Linked DNA regions of Rattus norvegicus: region 1 is linked to region 2. A link is a contact called in public Hi-C data. All regions are on one chromosome and are shown on one strand. The core of a region is the stretch at or near the end of the contact, and the rest is flanking DNA. Distances in the headings are between cores, read along the strand shown. Region 1 overlaps Shroom3 (shroom family member 3). Region 2 overlaps Shroom3 (shroom family member 3).

The links. Hi-C and Micro-C count contacts between places; a contact is called where the count stands out from the background.
Region 1: a contact with region 2 is called in a Hi-C map of the A7r5 cell line, with 2.6 times the contacts expected there. The contact joins two enhancer-like sites. A contact is called at or near these places in 2 of 12 Hi-C or Micro-C datasets (the A7r5 cell line and kidney).

The regions. Positions count from the first base shown.
Region 1 is chr14:15,520,813-15,525,842 of GRCr8, forward strand. The region is part of intron 2 of Shroom3 (shroom family member 3); the gene reads right to left. Among named protein-coding and RNA genes, the nearest start is that of Shroom3, 160 kb to the right of the region's middle. Within about 2 kb of position 2,824, at least 6 of the 93 cell types and tissues checked have an H3K27ac peak or open chromatin away from gene starts, as enhancers often do. A contact at or near this core is called in the A7r5 cell line, where this site is marked.
Region 2 is chr14:15,390,990-15,395,940 of GRCr8, forward strand. It overlaps Shroom3 (shroom family member 3), which reads right to left. Exons shown (of 11, transcript NM_001100889.1): 8 at 4,445-4,933; 9 at 2,485-2,635. Among named protein-coding and RNA genes, the nearest start is that of Sowahb, 80 kb to the left of the region's middle. Within about 2 kb of position 3,307, at least 5 of the 93 cell types and tissues checked have an H3K27ac peak or open chromatin away from gene starts, as enhancers often do. A contact at or near this core is called in the A7r5 cell line, where this site is marked.

The sequences.
Region 1 (5,030 bases), core at 1,574-4,073, 130 kb after region 2:
GCAGCTCTCAGAAGTGAGGCGAAGGGGGCTGGGGATTTAGCTCAGTGGTAGAGCGCTTACCTAGGAAGCGCAAGGCCCTGGGTTCGGTCCCCAGCTCCGAAAAAAAGAACCAAAAAAGAAAAAAAAAAAAAACTGTCCACAAAGTGGGTTTTTTCTTTAAAAGGGGCTGGGGATTTAGCTCAGTGGTAGGGCGCTTGCTTAGCAACCGCAAGGCCCTGGGTTCGGTCCTCAGCTCCGGAAAAAAAAAAAAAAAAAAAAAAAAAAGAAGTGAGGTGAAACTTTTCTACAGGAAACTGGAGCAAGATTAACCTATGGCTGTGACACCATTCATTATATCATGCACAGTCTTAGTCTCTCCATAAAGACAAATGCACAGCCAAGGGGTCACTGTGTGCTCTGTGAGACAGCGAGTCCAGAGGAAAAACACTAGCTAACATTTCTTTCCCGTTGCCCAGGTAAGCTGATATTGACAGGGTTTAATAATTTTCTCCCACCTAGCCTTAAATTCCCTTTCCATATCATGGACAGAACTTATCACAGGGGGTGGGATGGTAAATGCTCAAAACATGACTTGCAAATTCAGTCAAGGGAGACAGGGGAGAAAGGAGGAAGGCAGGCTGTGGCAGTTGCCCATGGCTGGCTTCAGGCTTGGCAGGTATTTGTAAAACCAACTTTCTCTTTCCATGGAAGGGTGTTTAAAAAGTGCAGGCATTTCCGGATGGAGGCTCACCCCTGCTTCACTCCCTGAAGGAGGCTCTCCCTTGCTTCCTCAGCACCAAGGAGCGGCTGTGTGCACAGGGCACTAATGAGTACATAGAGGGAGTAGTTGGACCAATCTAGTAGTTGTCCTTCCCCCCAACCCCCAGTCTCCCCAGCACCCAGCTTGATCTCTCAGATGACTGAAGAGCTAGATATGAAGAAACTAAACCTGTAAGGAGGCAAGAAAACTTCCCTATACCGCCTGAGGAAAGTTATTTCAATCATCAGAAAGTAATGGGAGCTACTTTTCTCACCAAGAGAGACTCTGTGTGTGTGTGTGTGTGTGTGTGTGTGTGTGTGTGTGTGTGTGTGTTTGGTGTGAGTATGTCTATGAGTGTGGTGTGTATGAGTGTGCATATGTATGAGTGTGTATATGTGTGAGTGTGTGTGGTGTGCATGGCATGTGTGGTATGCATGGTGTGTGTGTGTGTGTGTGTGGTGTGTGTATGTGTATGAGTATGTGTGTGATGTGTGTATGTGTGTGATGTGTGTGGTATGGTGTGTATGTGAGTATGTGTGTGTGTAGTATGTGTGCAGTATTGTGTGTGTATATACTTAGTATGCATAGTATGTATATGTGTGTGTATGGTATGTGTGGTATGTGTGTGTGTGAGTGTATGTGGTATGTGTGTGTGGTGTGTGTGGTGTGTGTGCATGTGTGTGCAGTATGTGTGTATGTGGTATGGTGTGTGTATGTGAGTATGTGTGTGTGGTGTGGTGTGTATATATGTGTGTAGTATGTGTGTGGTATTGTGTGTGTATATATATGTGGTATGCATGGTATGTATGTATGTATATGTGTGTGTATGGTATGTGTATGTGGTGTGAGTGTGAGTGTATGTGTATGTGTGTGTGTGTGGTATGTATGAGAGTGTATGGTATGTGTATGGTATATGTGTGTGTGTGTGTGTGTGGTGTGCATGTATGAGAGTGTATGGTATGTGTATGGTATGTGTATGGTGTGTGTGTGTGTGTGTGTGTGTGTGTGTGAACAAAGTATTCTACCACAGAGCCAGATCCCAGATCCTAAAAGCCTTTACCTTGAGATGTTTTCAGCAGCCAGATGTCTGCCCACAGCAGCCAGAAGCCTGATCCCTGTCCCAACAGCTGCGACAACCATAATGTTTTACAGACCATGTTAAGTGACCTCTCAGCAAAATCCCTTCCAATTGAAAACTGCTGACTTAAGCTCCTTCCTGCCACCTAATTTCCCTAATTTCTTGTACAGAAAACAATTATAGTTCACTAATTTTGATTTTTCCCCTTCTTTCTCAAAGGCAAAGTAGACTTACAGTAGCCTAAATATACAGGCTCCCAGTTCCCCCTCTCTGGTGCTTCAGGAAGACTCAGTGACAATCATAACTGATAACTAATATCGGGGACTGTGGGTCCAGCTCAGGGGAGATCATCTTCAGAGCACGCACGAGGTCCCGAGTTCCACTCTCAGCACCTCAAGCAAACGCCTCAATGCTTGCACGGATTTCTCGCTCCCTCTCTGTCTCTATGTCTGTCTATCTCTGTCTGTTCTTCTCTCTTCACCCCTCCCTCCTGCACTGTGTGCATGATGAGGATGTATGAGTTCAGGTGTGCACGTACCACGGTACTTATGTAGAGGTCAGGGGACAGCTTGGCTGTCAGTCCTTGCCTTCCTCCCACTTTGATGCAGGCTCTCTTGGTCATTGGCCTCTGCAGATTAGCTGGCCCTCACTGTAGGAACACTAAGACTGCAAACACATGCCAGTGTCCAGCTCTTATATGGGTCCTGGGGGTTAGAACTCATGCCCTCACGCACTCGTGGCAAGTGTTTTACCCTGTGAGCCACCTCCCCAGCCCTAAACCTGTATTACCATCCCAGCCGCTTTAACAAGGTTACTTCCTGAATTCTCCAGTTCCCTTTTTTATAAGCGCAATCAAAGCACACCAGAGTTTCTTTTCAGTTACATTAAACCACAAAAAGCATTTCTAGTTTGTGAAAACATAAACAGGAGCCTTTCTGGAAGCTTCTCTGTCCTAAGCAACGAAAACTGGCAGGACCCCGAGGGACATTCCAAAGCAGTGACCAAAGTGAATGACAAGGCAGTTTCTTGATAAGAATATTGAAGTGCATTTTCTTGGTGCTATTAACTATGGCACCAAGTTGGGCAGCGCTGGCCCGAATTCACAGTAGTCTTGAGTTGACTACTGTTAATTGTTAATGTAATGCAAATTAGCTTCTGTGGCCTCTAATACTTAGGGAAACTCCTTGGTCCTGTGAAAACCGGCCACCATGTTTTCCTGCCTTTCTTAAATGGTTTCTGTAGGTTAGAGATCTGCTTTTCCGTGCTGACTATAATCAGTATAGCTCTCTCTGCCTATCAGGAGGGAGCATGGGATTTGGGTAACCTGCTCTCTGATTCAGAGGGAGTGCAACTCCCTCTCCTGGGCCAACACAAAGAAGGCTTTACAGCTACCATCTAGTAGGTGTCTGTAGCCCAAGGACTAGATGAATTAACAGTGCAGACCATACCTTTCCTCATAACAAGAACAGCAACATTAGTCATTTGTAGCAAGAACAGGGACACTGGCGAATGGTTGTAGCTGATGGTCCATGTTGACAGTGTTCTCTCAAGACCATCATGATGAGCACAAATACAAATACAATATCAAACTCAAGATGCTACTCTCTGTGGAGAGCATGGGAAGGGGACTGGGTTTAGCACTGTATTAAGGTAGGTTTCTTCCTGTGCAGCCCAGGCTGATCTTAAATTCACACTCGTCCTGTCTCAGCCTTTTGTGTCGCTGGGATTAGACATAGGCACCACCATGCCTGACAAAATCATAACTTTGAGAGTTTGAGATGAGTGCTAAACAGGAGATCGTTTTGTTTTCTTTTGTGGGGTACTGGGGGTTGAGCCTGGGGTGTAGGGCATACTCGGCCAATGTTCTGCTTAGCCAGAGTATATCCCAGTCTTGGTCTGGGAAGAAGAGCAATGAAGCCACTGGGCACTCTGTGTGTCCTACTTCGAATGGCCTGGTTTTCTGCTAGGGGTTTTGCTCTACCTGAACGAAACCCTAACCCAAAAGACAGCTATGATTTCCCTCCATAACAATTGGTCATTCTCTGAAGGGACACAGCTCAAGACCAGCGTGTTTTTCCTCTGGTACTGAAGCCCTTCCTTTTAATCTTTAACCACAACCCTTACATAAGGAACTTTTATTGTTATTATTCGACAGCAAGAACCTGACCACACACTGTGTCAAAGTTCCCCGGTTTATCAGTCCTTGCAGGATTATGATAACCTTCCACTGGGCAGCTGACCTGAGACCCTGGGAGTCACTTCTGTTTGCCCTCACTCAAGCCTGTCACCCCATCCCACTAGGCCACCCTCCAGGGAGCAGATGTCCCACTGTCCCCTGCCCTATGTGAGTCATGCCCCCATCGTATCTCATCCAGATCAATCAATCGGTCTCTCTGGTTTAACTCCAGACTCACCCAGTTCAAATCCACCTTCCAAAATGATGCCAGGCTCTGGGGATGCTGCTCAGTGGTAGGACACTTACCTAGGATGTACAAAGCCCTGGGTTTGTACCCCATCACCTCAAACAATAAAACGACACAACGAGGGCTGGAGAGGTGGCTCAGTGGTTAAGAACACTGACTGCTCTCGCAGAGGTCCTGAGTTCAATTCCCAGCAACCACATGGTGGCTCACAAGCATCTGTAATGGGATCTGATGCCCTCTTCTGGTGTGTCTGAGGATAGCAACAGTGTACTACATACATAAAATAAATAAATAAATCTTTAAAAACAAAAACAAAAACAAAAAAAGACACAACAAAATGAGGCCAGAGCGTTTTCTATTCGGTCTTTTTGATCTCTAGTTACCTCCACCTCCACACTTCCAGGTTCTGCTCAGAAGATTCCAGAAAGGACAGCTGCACCCACACAGGCCTACCTAGCTCACGTGGCACCTGTGCAAATTAGGGAACTGGCGGACTGGAAGGCAAAGCACAGGCTGGAAGGTAGCAGCCACTCCCACTCCTCATGGGGGCAGCCCTGCCCTGGTCTTTTTCTGTTGTTTTTTAATCACATTTCAAACGAACCTTTTGCCTTTATCCCTGGCTTGAGGTTCTCTTCACCTGTCTCCCTGCTTTTGAACAACCTGTTAACTTTGTCTAGAAAACCTCCACTTCCAAACCCAGAACTAAAACTCCTGTCCGTGTTTCCGGAAACCAGGACTGCCATGCTGCTCTAAGAAGCTTTTACTGAAGCTGGAGAGATGGCTCAGTGGT
Region 2 (4,951 bases), core at 2,057-4,556:
GCTAAAGTCCCAAACTAAAGCCAGAGGGACACAGAGAGGACAGAGTCACATAAAATCACAAAGGCTCCCAAACTGGAATGGGCGTTGGAATTACAGTCTGGGCCTACAGGAACCAGGCCTGCCTCAATCAACATTCTCCAGAGGGAATGCATTCTCCCAGGACCCAGGGGCTTATAGCACAGAATACAATATATAGCTACTTAGGTATAATGGACAGAAAAGGTATCGCACAGATACTAGACTGGAGATAATTCTGACATTAGGGTTATCACGGTCTTTAAAATGTTTTCTTAAATAAGCATTCTTCATCATAAGAGCAAACACACTTGAAGATTCAAGCAAAAAGAAACTAAAGAAATGAAAATTGTAGAACTGATACTGATGATAATCTGAAACAACAAAACCACTGGAGGATTGAGCTAGGAACGGAACCTGAGGTCAGACAGACACAAACTAACCAGTGTACATAAGAAACTCTAACAATGACTCGTTCAGCTATGCATAAGGTAACAATTCGTAACTAAAGAGGCAGAGGTTGAAAATGCCCTTATTTATCCACAGTCTCCGTGCTCGCACAAACCACAAGCAACGTGATGACAGGCATGTGGTGAGGGGAAGCAGGTAGCCACCAAGAGGAAGATCACATTTAAATGCCTGGAAACTGTTTCTCAGCAGTAACAGAAAGCAACATGTCTGCATACATGGCACACACATGACAAAAGCCAGCCAACCGGGACTTCGCATCCAGAGAGGCATCCTTCGGGAATGAGAATGTTCTGGAAACAGGCAGAGGAAACCACATCACTGCAGATCTCTCCTGAGGGAGATGCTAAAGGAAATCTTTCTCAGGATTTCCACTGGAGAGGAAACAAGGCCAGAGAGGAACCTGGACCTCCTGCAGAGAAACTCAGCAGAAATGGGAGGTGGGGAGCTGAGGAGCCAACGATGCCTAACAGGACCCACCCATCAGCCACAGCGTCCCGAAAGCAACAGAGCAGGACAGTTTTAAATGCTACTGCTGTCCATTTCACTATAAACCATGCCAAAAAGGGGACTGGTGGAATTTAAACAAAACGAAACAAGCAGAACCCCACGCAAAGCCCTACAGCCCACACACGGACCAGAACTAAGTAGGGCTACTTCATTTCCTCAGAGGATGAGTTAATTCTGTAAATATAAAATGAGGAGCTGGAGAGATGGCTCAGTGGTTAAGAGCACTGACTGCTCTTGCAAGGGATCCAGGTTTAACCACCTGCAACTCCAGTTCCAGAGGATCTGATCCTCTATTCTGACCTCAATGGACACCAGGGATGTATGTGGTACACACACACATCACCTATACACATAAAATAATAAATCTTTTAAAAGCGAAGAGGAGGAAACGTAACGTGTACTTTGCTTCTTTACTGTAATGCAGAGAGGTCAATACGCAGATGGCAGGACAAAGGAAAACACTCAGTTAAAGATGGGGTGGCATATAGATAGCTCCTTCTCTGTGGTAGAGCAGAGCCCTCTGGTTCCCAAGCACACAAAATGGGCACAGTCAGCAGTACCGACAGGGAGATGCTAGGAGGGGTTCCACAAAGCAGGGCTCTGAACGGGAAGCCTCTGGTTGGAAGAAATGTTTCTGTAGTGGCTGTTGTCACATGCAGCCCAGAGCTCACAATGTTCTAACAGGATGCCTCTCAAGGCTTTCTCTGTTTCTGGGGTGTGTGTATATGTGTGTGTGTGTGTGTGTGTGTGCGCGCGCACACGCGCCTATGTTCTGTGGTTTTACCCAACACATTAAGAAGAGGGCCTGGGGAAAGTATGTACAGTAACCGGAACCCCATGTGCACGTCCTCCTGACATCACCACCACTGGAGCACACATTCTACGCTCCACTGAAGTGAGCCACACATGTCCTTTTGCAGAGGGCATGGCTGGGATCTACGGAGGGCTATAGGCAAAGTGGAAGGACGCTCTGCCCTGCAGGCACAGCCTGGCCCAGATCTCCACAGTACGCAGGGAGGCTGTGGCAGCAGCGAGGTCATCGTAACATGCTTGACATTAAAGGATCTGCAGGAGTACCAGATGCTAAGGGTTACATTCCAACCCATGTACTTTAAAGCTCTTCTCTGAGGCACTGCAAGAGCTGGGGGTGTGTAAGGTCAGCCTTACCTTTTCCTAGATGTGTCTTGACAGCCGCTGCTTTCCCTGTGCAAAATTTTAAATCTCTAGTTTTGCTCTTGACATAAGCTACCACCAGCTGCCGAGAACAGCATCAGAGTCCCTGAGGTCCGGTCCCAGCTCTAATAACTCAACCCCTCCAAGCTTTCGTTCATCATTTGCAGAATGACAGTGACAGTGGCCTTCCTGCTCTGTCTGCTCACAGACCTCTGAGAATGCTCAGAGCCGTCAGTAGGGGCTGGTACTTGTGGTCATGACAAGGGCCTTCGCTACCTGTGGGGGCGAGAGAGCAAGTGTCCCCCCCGCCCCCCGTACCTTTTTCTCATTGACGTCCTCCTGCTCCTCCTCCTCCCGCAGCTCCTCCGGCATGTCTTTGATTTTGTTCAGCAGTTCCGCCTTGGCAGCAGAGACACTGTAGTACGCAGGGCAGTTGACCAGCACACCCGCTGCCTCCTTGTGGTCGCTCCTGAAACACACAGCGTGCTCAGAGCAGCTCTTCACATTGGCTCACTAGGAAACGTGCAGAGTTCTACTTAACTTTCCCCCAGAAATAATGACCGGTGAGCGATTTGCTGAGAGTGACTCTGCTGGGCACCTAAGACCAGGCAAACCCGGGATGCGAAGCTCCTGAGGGATGTGCTGGAGATGGGATCAGGAATTTGAAACCAGCCAAGGCTACTCCATCTCAAGAGAAATTATTACACAGGGGTATGGGGGCGCTCAGGGCTGTCCGAGAAAACCAGGAGCTGCAAACCATGGTGTCTCGTGCTGTTTGTTTTACCACAGTGGAGCTGCTTTTCATAATCTGTTTTGTGTTTGTGAGGAGCTGGGGGTGGAACTGGGATCCTCAGGCATGCCAAAGGGTTCAGACGCACCCGGTGGATGACTCACAGAAGTAAGTTCTCTTGGAGAGAGATTTTAGCTCTTCAGTGATATATTATTTACTTCTGACCCTGTGATTTTACTAAAGAACCAGGCATACAACACCTTCACCGATCTCCTGTAAGCAACGTATCTTCATGTAACCCAGGAAGCTGGAGAAAAGCCTTCAGGTGCACGTTACAGCTTCCATCAGCTTCTACCCAGCGCTGTCCCAACTAGGAGTCTGATGAAACCTCACAATGCCGTTCGCCACAATGGGACTACATTTACTTTCACCAGAAGGTGGTGCATGTCATCTTTTTGAAACCATTTCACCACCAAATTCTCGAGGGAATATAAATTCTCAAAGACATGTTTTCTAAGGATACTCTGTGAAACTTTGGGCCCTTGCAGTTCCCAGCGGACTGCCCTGTATTGTGCAGGTGTCCAGTGTTAGCTACAGTGTGACTCTGGATAAGCCACCACGCCTACGATCCATAGCCTTGACCCTCTAATCTGAAACTGAAGAGACAGGCAAGGAGAGTGCGAGGCTGTGAACTGGATGCGCTCTGAGAACATAGCCCACAAGTCACAAACAAACAAACAAAACCAAAAAAAAAAAAAAACCAAACCTATGCACACAGCTCTTTTCTCCCTCTGGCCCAAATAAAACAGTGTTCCCGCTGCTGATCCAGTTATGATCAGCTGCAGGTTTCTAAACGGCAAACCCTATTTGGGTGAGCTGTTCTGTTTGTATTTCGTCTGGAAGCCGCTCACTGCTGAGTGTCGGTCTGTCAATATTATCACTGCAAACTAAAGAGGAAATAAAACCCACTCTATATCTTCCTGCTCAGAGTCCCTTAACCAAGTATGTAAGAAAATCTCAGAATAATTCAAGAACTCCACGAAACAAGAAACACAACTGCTCACAGTTCTCCTGCTGTGGCTGGGCCCTGGGTCGGAGTTCCAAGAGCAGCAGAGGGCTTGAGAGCCTCCAGAGCAGGGGCTAAGTGACCCCCATATCCAGCGGAGCGTTTCCCACTGAGATTTGCTCAGGACTTGAGTAAGCGCTCACCTCAGTGCATCCAAGTGCACGTCCTACATAGTAAAGGCATCTATTTCTCCAGGCCCCTCCCCCTTTCATAAAGACTGGTCCACTTTGTTCTTGTAGACGCTCCCTTCTCAGCACTAAGCTTCGGGGAGGTCCCTGAAAGTGGCCTATGACAGGTCTGACGATCGATCGAGTGCTTACTGAGCTAGGGACCCTCCACTCTCACAGTGGTCCTCTCCAAGGTGCCCTGTGAAGATGAGCTGCAGTGATGTTCCTGTGAGGACGTAGGGGCGTATCATGTCCACACGTATTACTGCCCCACAGAAGAGCCGAGTCTACAGGGGTGGACTACAGGGGACTTACGTCTCGACTTCCCACCCAGCACGCCTGGTGGTGCTGTCTACGGCTCTCCTCTCAGCGTTCTCCTTCAGCACACCAGCATCCCTGGGGAACAGACCCTCCATCAGATCCATCGTGGTCTTCATTCTGGAGTCCGGGTCCAAAATGTCCGCCAGAGACTTGTCTTGGTGGACAATTTCCTTGGCGAGAGCCTCCGTTCGGATATCTTCTGAAGTCTTCTGGGGCTCAGCATGGATTTTCTTCCCTAGATCCTGAGTTCTGTCAGCAGGTTCGTAAGTGAGGTTTCGGGCCTGGCTGGGACAGGGCTGCTTGCCAGGAAAACTGTGGAGCGGAGGCTGGGCGCTCACTCGGGCAGCAGTGCTGGACTCGGCTGCTGAGCCTTCGGCCGAAGTTTGGGGTGGGATGGCAACCATTATCTGACTTCCTTCTGCATGGCCTGCCCCGGGCACCTGTCCTTCCCTCGTGGCTGTCACCCTGGGAAGTCCGCAGGAACTGCTAGGGGAAGAAAAG